Linked DNA regions of Anser cygnoides: region 2 is linked to region 1. A link is a contact called in public Hi-C data. All regions are on one chromosome and are shown on one strand. Each heading gives the region's core, a stretch centred on a gene start, on an enhancer-like site or on the middle of the called end of the contact. The rest is flanking DNA. Distances are from core to core; before and after follow the strand shown. Region 1 holds the start of CABLES1 (Cdk5 and Abl enzyme substrate 1). Region 2 holds the start of NPC1 (NPC intracellular cholesterol transporter 1).

Region 1 (7,799 bases), core at 4,483-6,982:
CACAAATAGGAGCCAGAAACTGCTACATTCCAGTTGTAGCTCAGACACGGCCACCTTCCTTGTTTTGTCTACTTACCCTGCAAGCTCATTGCAGCACGGGTCAGCATTTTAGCAACAACTAGTAAAACAGAGCTCCTGTTTGAGTGTGGGTCCTTAAGGGATCCAGAAGTATATACAGCAAACAAACACCACCAACAACAGAAATCCTCAAACCGAGCCTAAGTTGAATGAGTAACTTTAAAAATACAAGTGTGCAAAAACTGAGGAAGGAGAACTCAGGCTGGGTGTGCTTCCCCTCAGCCCCCTCGCAGTGCATCCATCAGAAGGGAGGACGGTGTTTTCTCCTCGTGCAGCTCCTTCCCTCCCTGCACCCAACCTTACGGCTCCCTCCTCTGCACCACTTGCCTGTCCCGAACCCATATTTCAGCAGCTGCCTCCACCGTGACCCAGAACAGCTGGGAACATCCCTTCCTGCACTCCTGTAGGTCTGGGGACTGGGTGCACTCAGCTAGTTCAGGAAATGCAGAAGGCTGAGGTTTGCTCAGGGAAGACATCACAGGCAGTTTTAGCTGCTAGGCAGTAATAAGTCTCCAGCTAGCACATGCATGCTATGATTCAAAGGCTTAAAATCGGACCGAGGTGGGTGGATTTTGACAGGAAGGGCACTCCCTCCTCCTTCCCCCAGCCCCACCTCAGACACAGAAGCCCACCTCCTAAATTCTTGTTTCAGTGCAGGAATGCTTGGGGATTTCAAAGCAAAGGTCAAAAGAATTTCTAATGTGGGCGAAGCAATGTGTTTTTCTTGTTCCTGCTCTTGGAGCTGGCATAACCATTTTGACCAAAGTTTCCTGAAAAAAAAATGTTTGGCCTGAAGAGGATCTAGCATAGAAAATGCCAAGGTGTTACAATGGAAAATGTTAAGTAGTCTTATTAAAAAACTGTTGCCACCAGCCCCACCTAAAGGTATGGTATGTTGGAATAATGATATATATTCCGGTTTTGACCACTTAACTAGAGTGCCCTAATTTCTTGAAGAGACAAACATCTACCAAATTGGCCCCACCACCCACACGTGTACTGCTAGCCTACTGAAGACCTCAGAAGCCTTTCAAGGCGGTACAACACGCACACAAACACCACACATGCCACACCTCTGACATCTTAAATAATTAGCAGGTTAATTTGGTGACCTTTATATCTGCATGTCAGCTGAGCTGTGGAGGCACCGTTTCATCTTCGCCAAGGGCATCTGCTTCTGCGCTTCCTGACAGTTATGCACAGGATCTTGCCCACAGTGCTCCAACCATAATGCTAGGCGACCCCAAATCTCTCCCACTTTACCACTGCTGTATAAGAATTCTGTCTATGTTAACTAGCTAATGTTGGCACACACCCTAGAACAATGCAAGAAAACAAAGTTAGGTTCCTGGTAAAGAGACAAGTGTGGGTCTCTGCATATCCAGGGAACTCTGTTTTTTAAACAAGGCAACAAGCATGTTAGTGTCAAGCTTTTATATCCAATTAGCAAGAGCAGACTTCAAAAAATAAAACACTCAGGCTCCTGAAGAATTACCAGTGGGAAGCAAGTACTTAGCTTTTCTGAGAATCAGGCTAAATTTACAACAGACTTAAGGTTAGGGCCTGGCACTGAAATAGGACTTACTATCCAGATGCAGTATTAGTCTTTTGTAAAGAATTTGTACTGTCTTTATCCAATTTCCATTCTTAACTATGGCTTTCAGTGAAGTGTGTTTAAATTCCCTCTATTTTATTTCTGCCAGACGCTCCTTTTAAGCAGAAGGATTATTAAATTCATATTCCAAGTCCTTCTTCAATGTTACAGCTTCTTTCTTCTATTGAAGTGCAATTGTATTCCAAAAAGGGACTTTGGGGAGGAACTAAAAAAAGCCAAATCGTTTATAAGATCGCTGATTTATTGTTTCTCCGAAGTCTTGCACAGCAAGTGTGCTCACAGGCTACAGAAATCTGCCTAGCTGCTGAGCTCCGACAGTGGGATCCATGACCATGGGTAACAGTTGCTTCTGTTCTCAACTACAGAAGTGACGCAGTACCACCTTCAGATGACTTCTCTGCTGAGCTTTGCATATAACAACATTACCGGGCTGATCCTGACAGTCAGAAAACAATGCTGTGAAAACGGCAAGAGAGAATTGCATTTGCTTTTCCTTCCACTAGCTGCCTTCCTCCTGCAGCTCTAACGTGTGTCAATGACAATAAGAAACTTGTTTTTATCGCCCAAGCACACAAACACTGCACTGAGGACACTCAAGCACTGGCCTGGTGACTCACGTTGGTGACTCAGGACTGGTTATTCCTGCAGAGTTAACTCTCAATATAATACAAATCTTGTCTCTAACTCAAGTTCCAGGCAAAGTTTTCAATACACCTGCAAATATGTTTTTAAGCTTGAGGTGGCAAGCCATTCAGGCGCACAGCTTCGGCTCAACCTTCCGTGGCCTTTCAGACTTGCTCTTCAACTCCTGTTGGCTGCACACTCGCGTTGCAACAGGGCTCCCTTCGCACTAGTTACGCTAAAACCAAGACAACATAAGGCTTCCACGCTTGGATTCACTTTCCTACAAAGGCAGAGGCACCACTTCTACAGTCTCATTTCCCAGACTGGTAAATTGCTGAGCTTTCACTTTTTTTTTTCTTTTTTTTTTTTTTTTGTCCAATATCCCTCTACCCTCCTCAAAATCTTTAAACCTGGCCTCTCCACTCACCTGTGTCAACTGGCTCCCCCAGTTCCTCGTTGTCTCCAGACACCCACAGCTGATGAGTCTCTCTCTCTCTTCCAGCATTTTGTGCGCTGGGTAAAAAAGTTATCACGCTCTTCCACTCCTATTACCACTTGTCATCCAACCACTTACATAAGCCTGTGACCTCTGAAATAAAAACATTTGCTTGCACTTGGGTAGAGCTGGTTGGTTGGAAGAGAAATTGGAGAGGAAAATGATTTAAAAAACAGTCACAGAAGCAAGTTTCCAGAATATGTCTTTTTGGTTTTCCTTTCAAGTTTGCTATTTCCTCTAGTCAACCACCGGTTCCCCATCAAAGAAAAAAGTTTGAACCAGCAAAGTCAATTTGTTTAACATTTCCACATAACCTCCGGCAAACAAGACTCCTATAGCCCGCGCAATCATCTACAGTTCTGCTAAGCACAGATCAAAAGGATGTAAGTAACTAGGAAAAAAATATTCACCTTAGGTTGTACATATTCGTTTTAATTTGCTACTAAACATATAAATAGGTCTAGAGAACCTGGTATTTCTAACATGCCAATTTTCTCTGTACTGTGGTGCCCCACTCATTAACAAAAATAGCTTCACTTTAGACTGAAAAAGTCGTGTTTTTCTTGTTGTATGTTGCTTTCTCAAACGGGTTTGTTCTCGTGTGCAGTGGAAGGGATGTTTTAACCCATCTTCAGCAGCACTGTTGGAAAAGGCAGTCCATACCCACACGGTGCCCACAGGAGCATTTGTTGAGGTCCCCTGAGGAAGTTAGGCTGATGGGCACACAGATATGGGCTCTGCAGAGGTTGCAAGAGGTGACAAGAACCTGGTGACCTCAGCCAAATGCCCCAGCTTAGCAAAGACCTACAATTTATCCCAGTCCCTCTAACTTTGATGTAAGGAGGTTCGATAAACTCATCCATTCACATGAGTCTTCCCAATTGTACACAGTGTATCAGGTGCCAAAATGTATTTGGACACCTGTGAGGACAAGGGGGTCTAACAGTTTTCTCTAGAACAGCTTCAGAAGTGTTCTAGAGCAGAGGTTATGCCTCCAAAGCAACATAATGCTCACATTTATCCCACCACAAGGGGGATTTTGTAAAAGGAGCGCACACTTTACGCATAAGAATTGCCCCAGGTTAGACAAACCTCTTGAACCTGCACCCAGCATTTTGGTGGCGTTTCTCTTTTACCGTGCTTATCTCCTGGTAGAGGCTGGATTTGGAAAATACGCTCCTGGACTCAGTTGCCATAGCAAGCTTTTGAGCTCCGGGGAAAAATGCACACTGTGGCTTCTTCCTGTCAGAAATGCAAGAGGTAAAAAAGGAGTGTATGCCTCACTCAGCTGTAATGTGGAAGGTGTGACGTTCATGACCTACAACACAGAAGCAGTCCTCGGGTCAGAGGTCAGCACCCAGGGAACGTGCTGACTGTCAGGCTATGAAGCTATGGCACTTCCCTGTGTGGCCCAGGAGTCCTCCCCGAAAGAGTCCTGAATTCTTTTAAAAGTGGAACTGTCTCATAAGGCACCCTGAGCTTCTCCACGGGACCTGAGCGCATCGCTTCCCTAGCACCAGCCGCCCCACTGCCTCCTGCTGCAGCACCGGGGCTGCCAGTCGGGAGCAATTCCTCACGCTTCCTCTCCAAAAGAGAAGTTGGAAGGACTCGTGGTGATCACCGGGGTACAGAGCACCTCCCTTACAGACAGGATGTGCCAGCTGGGCTCTCCTCTGGGGAGGTGAGTCCGGCACTCAGGCCCACCCGCTTCCCAACCAAACCATCCGTCCCCGATGCACCACAGGGACGAGCACACCGGTGCCATCTGCTAGGGAAGACAGCATCAGCTTAAGCCTCAAGAGAGCAGTCTGAAGTGGGAATGCCCATCTCAAAATAGCACTTGGATCTAGAAGGAGGTGGGGGTTGGGAAACGCTCCCTTTCCCCCAGCATTTCCCATCCATGCTGCCTGTTACAGCATCCTTATCGCATCAGGAGCCTGCAGAGCCCACCCCAGGGACGTCGGGGCCTTAAAGGCAGGGTTTTGGGGCACCCAGGGTGAGTAAAGGCCAGACTTTCACAAATCAATCCGAGTCACAGAGCTCATTCCTAAGGTCATTGAATGCTCAAAAGGTCAGTTTTGAGAGGAAGGCAAACCTGGGTCCATAGCTGCTTCAAAATTAATAGCATTAGGTTTTCCTCTGTGACCAAACACCCAGCTTTGTTGATCAAATCTGCAAACTTTTGATCAAATCATAGGGGGCACTGCTTTCTTTGTGACAGTCTGAGAGGGCTGTAAACTATCAGCAAACTGTAACAGGGACATAATAATACACGTCATTGTAATGCTTCATGAAGGAGGTGCACGTTGCTGTCTCACAAGGACCGTGCGTGCTGGTGTTTGTGTTATCCAGCCCTTACATAAGGACAAAAACACTTGTAGCAAGGCTGAGCTGAGCCAGTGAAGCGATGAAGAAACGAAGGCGCTCCGTGCTGTGATGGCACTGGCCTCGGGCCAGTGGGGCTGGGGGCGAGAGGGCACCCTGAAAAACCCCACTGCCCCCGGAGCAGGGCAGAGCGAAGGCTTGGGGTGAAGGGGGTGAGGGAAGGGGGGTTTGGGGGTCTCGTGAGGTGCTTTAATGATTTGGGGGTCTCGTGAGGTGTTTTAATGGTGTTTTAATGGTTTGGGGGGGTCTCGTGAGGTGTTTTAATGGCGCTTTAATGGTTTGGAGGGTCTCGTGAGGTGTTTTAATGGCGCTTTAATGGTTTGGGGGTCTTGTGAGGTGTCTCCCGGGCCGCCGGCTCGCTGCAGCAGCCGGGCCGGGGTGCTGCCGGTGGGGACACGGCGGTGTCAGCCCGGCGGGCCATGTGGGCACAGACTCCACCTCCCCCTGCTCCCGCCCGCCCCCTCGCATCCAGGAAGGGAAGAAGAGGAGGAGGAGGAGGAGGAGGAGGAGGGAAGGGGGAAAGAAAAAAAAAAAAGCGGAGAGAGGTTGAAAGGAGGGAGCTCGCCGAGACCCACCCTTCTCCCTCCTCCTCCTCCTCCTCCTCCTGCTGCTGCGGGCTGCTGGCCGGGCTTTTGTTTTGCTCCGCTCCCCGCTCCGCACGTGATAGCCGCGGCACCCCCATGCGGCCCTCCGGGGCGGCCCCGCCGGCGGCCCGACGGCAGCCTCGCCCCGCCGCCCGCCCGCTGCCCTAGCGGGGAGCCCGGCAGCGAGAGCGCAGCGCCCGGCCGCAGGGCAGGGAGGCGGCGGGCAGCGGGCAGCCGGCCGGCACAGCCACGCGCAATGGCGGCCGCCGCCGCCAGCCCCGGCAGCCCCGCCGCCGCCGGGCCCCTGCCGCCGCCGCCGCCGGAGCCCTGCCCCAGGAAGGGGCCGGGGCCGCCGCTGCCAACGGGAGCGGGGCCGGCGGCGCCGCCGCGCGGCGACCCCCGTCGCAGGCAGGCCGCGCTCTCCTTCCTCACCAGCATCTCCCTCGACGGGCGGCCCCCGCCGCCGCCGCCGCCTCCTCCGGCCGACGGCCCCGCCGCCAGGCCCCGCCAGGCCCCGCCGCCGCCCCCGCCGCCGCCGCCGCGGCTGGGCAGCCCCCCGGCGGCGCCCGCCGAGCCCCCCCGGCCCCGCGGCGGGGCGGAGGAGGAGGAGGGCGGCGGCGAGGAGGACGAGGAGGAGGAGGAGGACGCCTTCGCCGCCGTGCAGGTGCCGGCCGCCGCCTTCCTGGGCGCCGCGGCGGCGGCGGGGAGCCGCGGCCGCCTCAACTCCTTCACGGCCGGCGTGCTGCCCGTGCCCTTCGGCCGCGCCAGCCCCCAGGGCGGCGGTGGAGGAGGCTGCGAGCTGGGGCAGCCCGGCCCCGCCGCCGCCTTCGAGCTGCAGCGATCCCGGTAAGCGGCGGCGGGGCACGGGGAGGGACGGGACGGGACGGGACGGGGGGGCGGCCCCGGGCAGCGGCAGGTGGGAAACCGCTTCCCTCCCTGCTTCCTTCCTCCTTCCTTCCTCCTTCCCTCCTTCCTTCCCCGCGGGAAGGCGTTTCCACCTTCATCCACGAGCTCTTGCTGCCCCTACATGCCGTTCCCCGCCTCAGGGCAACCTTTTCCCCGTTACCGAGCTCGCTCGCCCCGAGCGTGTAACCTCACCTCCTTGAACAACCACCGCTTTTGGGCTAGGGACGCGCAAATGCACGTGGGGCAGCTGCGCCACGCGTACTGAGAGCTCTCTCCCGCACCGCATCGTGCCCGGGTATCGCAGGCTGAGGGAGAAGCAGGCTGGAAGCCGGAGGAGACGACTGCGTGCTCCCAGCCAACCGCTCCCACCTTCCCTGCTCGCCACGCTCGCTCCGCGTCGCTCCCTCGGACAAGCAGGTAGACTTGGAGTCACGTGCTGTTGCTGCCAGGGTTCAGGAGGGTAACTGAGCAGAGGTTGCTGCAGAAAAAGCTCATTCACAACCAACTGGCTTGGAGAGATCGGGGGTACTCCAGGAGAGCACCCATGGCCTTGGGAGCTGGTTGTGACCCACAGGTTTGGGGGCTGCTGTCCTGCTCTGGAACTTGTCGGTGACAGTGCGCTCAGCAGTTCGCTCCTGGTGTCCGACAGCCTGCATTCTCCACAGCCTTCCACTTAGTGAGCTGATTATCCGTGCAGGATTCCCGTGCCATCTTTCTGTATTCCCAAGGATCCTCCTCGTTTTTCTGTGCTTGCACTCCTTGGTCCCGTGCTCGGCTCTGGGAGAGGTGCTCAGATCCCACCTGCATCACTTCTTCCCCCTCATCCCATCGTTGCTTTCCCTTGCCCCTCTTTGCTGCTCTCTGAATTCCTCCTTCCACAACCTGCCCGTAACGGCCCTCCCTGAGTGCTCTGCCGCTTGTGGTGTGCGATGTAAGGAAGGAGCTGGGTTTTGTTTTCTTGAGAGTTAGGTTCGGCTGTGGCAAAGACCTTGTGCAACTCCCCAGCACTCGCTGGTAGCGAAGCAGAGCTCCCCGTGAAGCCCGCAGCTCCGCTGACGGCCGTGACGCGGCACATGTGCGGTCCAGGGCAGGCTTTGGCTTGGGTTCAAAA
Region 2 (7,511 bases), core at 1,484-3,983, 200 kb after region 1:
CCAGTAATTTGTTCAGAAGCAAAGGATCCAGAGACAAGCCTTGTCAGCTAAGTTCCTCTTGTTCCTCTGGCCACAGGTTAAGTGTCTGCTCCCTTCTGAAAGGCAAAATCATTAGGTCCTCCTGGCCAGGCAGAGCAAGTCCTAGCTGTGGAGTTATCTAAGCACATCACCCGTACTCAGCACATCACAGGAAAGTTCAGGTCAAGTAGGATGAGAAAGCTGCAACGGTGATAGTTGTGGTGATCTGTGGGAGCAAGCTGGTGTTAGCTGACAGTGATTTGATTTTATTGGAGGAATAGACAGATGCACTTCTGCACGCAGATTCAGAAGGCACGAGGCCCCTAACTAGCAGCTGTCTGCAACCACGGCCATCTGCACCAAAGTAACTCGGATGCCCTGCTGAGGAACAGCAGTAACACCGCACCACACCCAGACGGATTGCTCTGGCTGCTGCCCAGCGAAGTGCTATTCACACCTCAGTCACCTCTCCCCTTGTAAGAGGTCTTCCTCACCTTCCACCCAGACAGACTACGAACAAGTCACTCCAGATTTTCCAGGAAGCAGCTCCAGAGCTAGGCCGTAAGACTTGTTATGTTGCAGTCCCTGATGAGCAAGTTCCTCCACAAAGGCATTTCAGACCTTTGTACCACGGGCCAGGTAACACCGCACACAGAACTGCAGGCCACAAGTCTGAGACTGAGCACAACCTACCACTAACGTCTGCCAGCAAGGATTTCAGAAACATTCCAATTACTTTGACTCTACAGCCTGGGATTCCAGTGTCTGACGAGAAAAAAGTGCCCAGCCTTGCTTAACCACTAATTTGACAGCTTGAGTTTTAGTGTAATTATAGAAATCAACTGAAACAGACGGCATGAAGTATACTGGACAAACTCTTGTATGCTAAGAAGTTGGTAAGAGAATAAAAAAGTGTTTTAAGAGTCTTGAAATTGACTCCTTAACTTAGGGGAAAAAACAACAACTGAACCTCCTGTAAGTCCACATTCAAAAAAAAAAACAAAAACAGGCATAAGGGAGCCAACGTTTTTAATACAGCTCTTTAGATGGGTAGTTAACACTCAGCTAGTAGGCTACCTGTCACAAGCTCTGCCCCACACACAGTTCAGGGAGAAAGATGCATCCTGCATAGGCCAAATGCTTCAAGCTCGTTGCAATCCTCCTGTTATACAAATTAAAATGCCTCCATAGCACACTGACTGCAAAAAAGAAGGAAGATGTCAAATGGCACTTCGGTTTACACATACCACAACTGAAAGCATGAAAACATTCTACCAGTACACTTGAGAGAGCACCAGTTCAGCTTCAGGATGCCTCTCTTTTGCGAGCAAACACTACGTAGGCTCGGTCTAACTGAAGGATCAACTTCTTTGACAGATATCAAAGACACTTTATGTAATGGTTAGCTGTAAGTAACAGTTAAAAAAAAAAAAATCAAGTCCAAGGTTTTCATTTCCCTACACCCCCACCCAATTTTGCTTTCTTGCATTAGGCATGCAGGCTTTAATTCTGTAAAGTCACTTTCACCACGTTAACTTCTTATGGACCACAAAGCCACATCCTCTACAAGGATACCCCAGGCCTTAAGGGAACTTGTTTCACGTTCCCCTAGCTCAGTGCCCCTCCTTCTGTCACCAGAAGTTCTGTATGGCATCTTTTCATTCCTGTACCTGCCCGGGGCACGCCTCATCACTATGTGGTGTGGTATGTCCCTCCAAAATCATTACAGAAATGAGTGTTTGGAGGGTACAAAGTTCATTAGCTACTCCTCTGGAGACCACGAGCCATTAATAATGAATCAGCTTCTCCAGCTGCAACAGAAGGAACTTCTAGTCTTCTGTTCAAGCTCCTTAAGGCAGATGAGGATACCCGAACAGGAGGACCTCAGCACACACACACGGGATGACGAACTTGACAGCTTGAACAGGGTTAAGCGTAAAACCTGACTTAGCATATTTCTAAGTTGGCTGGGGGGGGGAAACAAGACACAATCTAGCCAGGAACTCTGTGTTCCTCCAGAAAAGTGGAGCACCTCACTCCTGCCTTGGACGACGAAGTAAACAAGATGTGACCGAGAAGAAAGGATTTAAAGCTTTATGCTAATTTTTTTCCTAGAGCATCTTAGCAAGGGAAATCCAACTCATTTCAGCCCACGACTTTACAGAAGCGCACGCTCTCAATATGAGTACCTCAGCGAGAAGCAGGTCTCACTGCACAGCCGATTACTTTCGGAAAGCTCTTGCTTTCCTCTCCAGCCTCCGGCAGCAGGCTAAACGACAGGCGGGTGCCATTCGCGAGCCTCCCCACCCACGTACGACTGCCCGGCCGCTCGCACGCCCCGAGCGCTGCACAACCGGGGCACGGCCCGGGCAGCCGCTGCTTTCTGCAGCCTCGGCGGGCGATCCCCGGCGGGGGAACCCCGGCTGCCCAGCCCCAGCTCCCCGGCAGGGACTCACCTGTGCGGGGGACAGCAGCAGCAGCAGCAGGAGGAGGAAGAGGAGCAGCCCCCGCCCGGGGCAGCCTTGCGGGCTCCCCATGGCGGTGCGGGGAAGGGAGCGGGGGCCGGCGCCGCAGCGGCAGCGGGGAAGCGGCAAGAGAAAGACGGCAGCGGGGGGAGGAGAGAGGAGGGAAGAAGAGGCGGCAGCCGCGCAGGTCCGGAAGGGCCGCCCTCCCCAGGCCGGGCTGTGCTCACGGCCCCGCCGCCGGGCCCCGAGGAGGAGCGGCGGGGGCCGAGGGGCCGTGCCCGGGATCCGCCGCCAACCGCCCGCCTCGCCCCGGCCGCGGGGCGGGGCCGCGCCTCACGCCACCGCCCGGCCCCGGCGGCGGGAGGCAGGGTGGGAGGCGGCTGGGTCACACACACGCACCCTGCTGGGGATCCCCCGGTGGGGCGACGAGGGGGGTCTGGGCGCTGGGTCAGACCCGCATGGGTCTCCTCAGGGCCGGTGGTGCAAGAGGAGAAGCGGAGGAAACGGGGTGTCTGGTCCCCATGGGTGCCTCACCCCCATGTGCAAATCACCCCAATGTGCATCTCACCCCAATGGGCATCTCACCCCAATGGGCATCTCACCCCAATGGGCACCTCACCCCCATGGGCACCTCACCCCCATGGGCCCCTCACTCTGGTGAGCGCCTCACCCCAATGTGTCCCTCACTCCGACGGGTGTCTCGCCCCGATGGGCACCCACGCAGTCACCTCCTGGGGTGAGGAGCCCACCCAGGGCCCTAGGTTTACAAATACACTGGAGGGAACTCCGGGCTGACACCCAACCTACTCATCATTTCTTGTTTTAGTCGGGTCTTGTGATCTGCCGGGGTCTCGTGATCGGCCGCCTGGTGTGAGCTGCGCCCGCGGCGGCCTGTTTGTTTCCGTGCGAGTGGAGGTTTAGTGGCGACTGCATTGCTTCGGTTTCTTCAGAGCCAAGTTGTGCCTCTTCAAAATGAAATATTCTACATATGTTGTATCAGCAGTATGCTAGCAGGTTTTTATGATATAGAAGTATTAATCACATAGTTTATAAATGCCTAAGTAGTCTCAAAACTCCCATCTTAGGCAAAAGCTTCTTAATTTTGCTTTAAAGTTATCAATCCGTGATTTCAAAGCATTCGTCTCACGATCCCACATGCGTTTGACTGCATGGCTAGCTGCTATTACGGCACGGCTGCAATAAAAATAATCCCCGAGCAAGGCGGCTCAGGTTGCGTGGCAGAAAATCAGCTCTCAGTGTTGATTGCACAGCGACTCTACTGCCGGTGAATTTGCCTTGCCGAATTTTGTTTGTTCCCGACATGCTGACATCAGGTGGCCTGATGGGTGTTGCAATCGTTTGGGAGCAAGGAGATTGCACTCAGCTGATCTGTTTGGGATCCGTCTCGAAGGAAACACAGGAAGACAAGCAGCGTGTGACATTTGTGTGCTGCTTCTATCTGATTTATTTCCCCACTACTTTGTTGCCTTTGTGGCTGTTCAGTGCACATTATACTGCCGGAATTTAGCTGATATTGCCATCTGCTGACAAAAATATAGGTTGTTCTTGGTTTCGTATATTCATGGGCTAATTTATGTTGGCAGGGACCTCTGGAGGGCCATGTAGTTTGGCTTTTTGCTGAAAGCTGAATCCATTTAGGTCAGGTTGCTCAGGGAATTGTCCAGTTGTATTTTGAATAGCTTCAGAGATGGAGATTTCACAGCCCTGCTGAGCAAGCTGTTCTACCGTGTGACCACACGGGATAGTAAAATGTTTTTTCCTGTACCTAAAGAGATTTTGCCATGTTCCAGTTTGAGTCTGTTGCCACTGTGCTATCACTGTGCTTGTCCAAGGAGAGTGTGGCTCCAGCTTCTCTGCATCTTCCCGTTAGGTAGTGGTGGAGAGCAGCAGGACGTCCCCTGAGCCAGCGTTCTGCTTAAGGCTGAACAAACACAGCACCCCCAGCAGTCGTGCTGGCATTAAACTGGACTTGCCCCAGTATGTCAGCATCTTGTTTATTCTGGGGAGCCCCAGACTGGACCCAGGACTCCGGATGTGGTCCAACAAGTCCCACAGAAGGAGGAATAACCACAGTGCTTGACCTACTGGCTACACCCTTGCTAATACAGCCTAGGAAGTGGTTGGCTTTCTTCTCTGCTGACTCATGTTCAGTGTGCTGTCCAGCCCAGCCACCATATTCTTCTCTGCGAAATTGCTTTCCATCCTGCTGCTGCCCAGCTTGTACTTTTCCAAGGGATTATTCCATCCCAAGTGCGTGACTTGGCATTTGGCAAGTGCTAACAAAAGCTGAAGTACCTAAAGTTAATTGGTGTGTCTCAATTGTGTTGTCATAAGTCAAAATTTTATTCAGCACTATGCAGTATGATCCGAAAAGCAGGGGACCGAGTTGCCACATTTTCTAGGGACTCCATGTAAGCAGAGGATGCAGTGGGCGTAGCTCACATAGCTACAAGTTAAAAAAAAATGCAGGAACCTTGTTTCAGCGCTGGTGAAAAAGGTAAAAGGACAACAAAACTGAGTAAACATCTCATTCCCCAATGAACTGCATAGAAAAGTCATCTAAGAATCATAGGTGAGACAGAACTGATTTATAATGTTGCAAAACAAACACAAGGGAATCTATTGCAGTGGCAATTTCCACCGTAAACTAATTAAGCCCATAACATCACACTTGTCTACCACCTACAGTACAGACAGAGGAGGTAATATTTTAATATTTATCTAAATCTCTGGTCGATACCTATATTTAGAAGGCTGTCTAAATTCACATTGTTATTCCAGTGCAATGCCTTCACATACTGCCAGTTTTTCTACACTCACGAGTGAAAGTGAGGTGGAATAGAGGCGAAGACTGATTACCAAACACTAATCTGACTAAGCCCATCAGAGTTCTGAAATCCTTCATAATGGCAGATGTGGAAACGTGGAAACATTTTTATCTGTTTTCACCTTGCTTCTGTATGCTGCCAGCCAGCAGCTCAGGGCTGGGTATTCGTTCAGTCCTATTGCAGCCTTCAGTCTCGGTTGCAGCTCTCTGCCACATGTAGTTGCACGAGTATTAAAAAGTCAATGATAAAGCTGGCACATTTGACTGTTTCATCTTAAAGTTATCCCTTTCTGTCTGGGCATGGAAAAAGTAGCCCTGAATAATGAACTCAGATCGATGCTGCCAGCAGCTCACGGCATTTTCTGTGCTGCCAAAGAGACTGTCCCTGCTGCTAGCTGCGATTGCTTACAAACGTCTATCAAGATGTGTTTTATAAGGCTCCCTTTTAAGCCCAAGATTATGCATAGCTTTTAGGGATTGTCTGCTTGGAAGGAAGGGAATAGTTACGCTGGTTCTCAACAGTGTGTGTTTTCCTGCCTGGAAGAAGATGCTAATATGAATTCATAGCGTAGGATGTCATTTGGTGTCCCTGTCACACCCAGCTGGTCCTTCTGTTGTCCATTAGGATGAAATAAATACTTTCCCTCACTGAATACCCTTTTGGTGTGAAGCTATCTGCCTGGCAGCTAGTGTGAAATAACGACCTGCTTTGTTCTGTCCTGCTTTGACAGCAAGTCCTGAGCTCTGCTTTCAGAGGTGTTTCCATGGCTTTACCCAGTGCAGAAGTGAAACATGTTGCCGATTCCACTAGAAACTCACTTGTCTAGTGGTAATGATCGTGCAATTTCCAAATTGCAGTCTGCCTGCAGAATTACATGCACGTAGAAATGGAAAAACTACGTGATTGCTTTGCAGCAAAGTCAATTAAAATGTCTGTTGCTGTTTTTTTTCCCCTATAATTTATTACGAGCCTTTGTTATTTCTATTGCGATAGCACCCGGAGGCCATTGCAAGAAGTGGGAGCTAGGTTAAGCAACACGTTTCATAAGCACACAGGAAGGCAGGGTGTTCTGCATGGAAATCTTGCCTCCTGTGTGAGGACAAGCTTCTACAGGTGGGTGGGTTTGCAAGTTTCACCCAGTTTCTCACACCTCCACTTTTTTTTTTCTTTTTGTAGAGCCAGTCAAAACCACTGTAGCATGCCCCAAGAATATTTTTCCAGCCAAGTCAGAATAATTCCTGTACTGAACAAAGCTGGTGTTTCCTATTTGGCATTGTAAGCAAATCGTATTGCTTTCATTTGTCAGCCTTCCTCACCTGTGAAGGCCTGTTCGACTTTTAATTGTCCTGGCCTCAGAGTAGCTATTACTTTGGTCAGATGCTCCTGGCTTCAGACTTTCCACGTGGGATCAACTCATGCTGCGGGGGATGACAGCAGTCGGCCCGAAGCTGCCAGTAGTGTTAAATATAGGTGTAGTGTGTCAGGTGATGCTGAATCAAATCTTTTTTATCTTTTCATCTTTGTATCTGCCCTAGCACATTTGTAGGGCTGTTCTACCGTGTCCTATCCTCACTCTTTAGCATCACGTGTTTTCTGCATTTATCGTTGAAGGTGCCAAAAGTGTTCATTTTTACTACATTCTAGGTGGACTTATTTATTACCTAGTAGCAAAAGCTCAGGAATTGAATTCAGAAGATGAAAAGCTTGACCCAGTTTTGCCATGAACTTGCTGAATGATGTGGGTGGGTCCCAACCTCTCCAGTACAATTTCCTCCTCTGTAAAGTGGTGCCTATTGTATGGCAACATGGGATCCAAAATACCCCAAAACAGGTTTCAAACAGTGAGCTGCAGGAGGAAAGCACTGTAGAAATACAACTTCTTATTAAAGCAGAGTTTGGAGATATACTGCACTTATTGCTATGAGCAAATGTGCAGTGTGTACTCATGCCAGGTACTATTCACAAGCACTGATTTACTAACAAATTCAAAAGTTCACCTCATAAAGAGCTGAGTATGGCTCCTGGTTTGCATTAACATCTGATTCCTGTCCTGTGTCCCTGTGAGCACCATGCTGCCACGTGTTTATCTCAGGCTTTGCTGTCGAAGTGGAGGAGAAGGGCAGAAATATCCCAGGGAGTCCCTGTGGGTACTACCAAAACCTGCCTGAGCACCTGCAGA

What was found. A called contact is a pair of places that touch in the nucleus more often than the background predicts.
Region 2: a Hi-C map of liver shows a contact between it and region 1, with 4 times the contacts expected there. The contact joins the promoter of NPC1 here to the promoter of CABLES1 in region 1. A contact is called at or near these places in 2 of 7 Hi-C or Micro-C datasets (both in liver).

Annotation. Positions count from the first base shown.
Region 1 is chr2:113,950,949-113,958,747 of Taihu_goose_T2T_genome, forward strand. It overlaps CABLES1 (Cdk5 and Abl enzyme substrate 1), which reads left to right and starts at 5,733. Exons shown (of 9, transcript XM_066992859.1): 1 at 5,733-6,628. The coding sequence starts at 6,039. LOC125184879 (a long non-coding RNA gene) reads right to left here. Exons shown (of 3, transcript XR_010829644.1): 1 at 6,881-7,799; 2 at 2,745-4,055; 3 at 1-2,149.
Region 2 is chr2:114,149,037-114,156,547 of Taihu_goose_T2T_genome, forward strand. It overlaps NPC1 (NPC intracellular cholesterol transporter 1), which reads right to left and starts at 2,734. Exons shown (of 25, transcript XM_048080025.2): 1 at 2,475-2,734. The coding sequence starts at 2,555.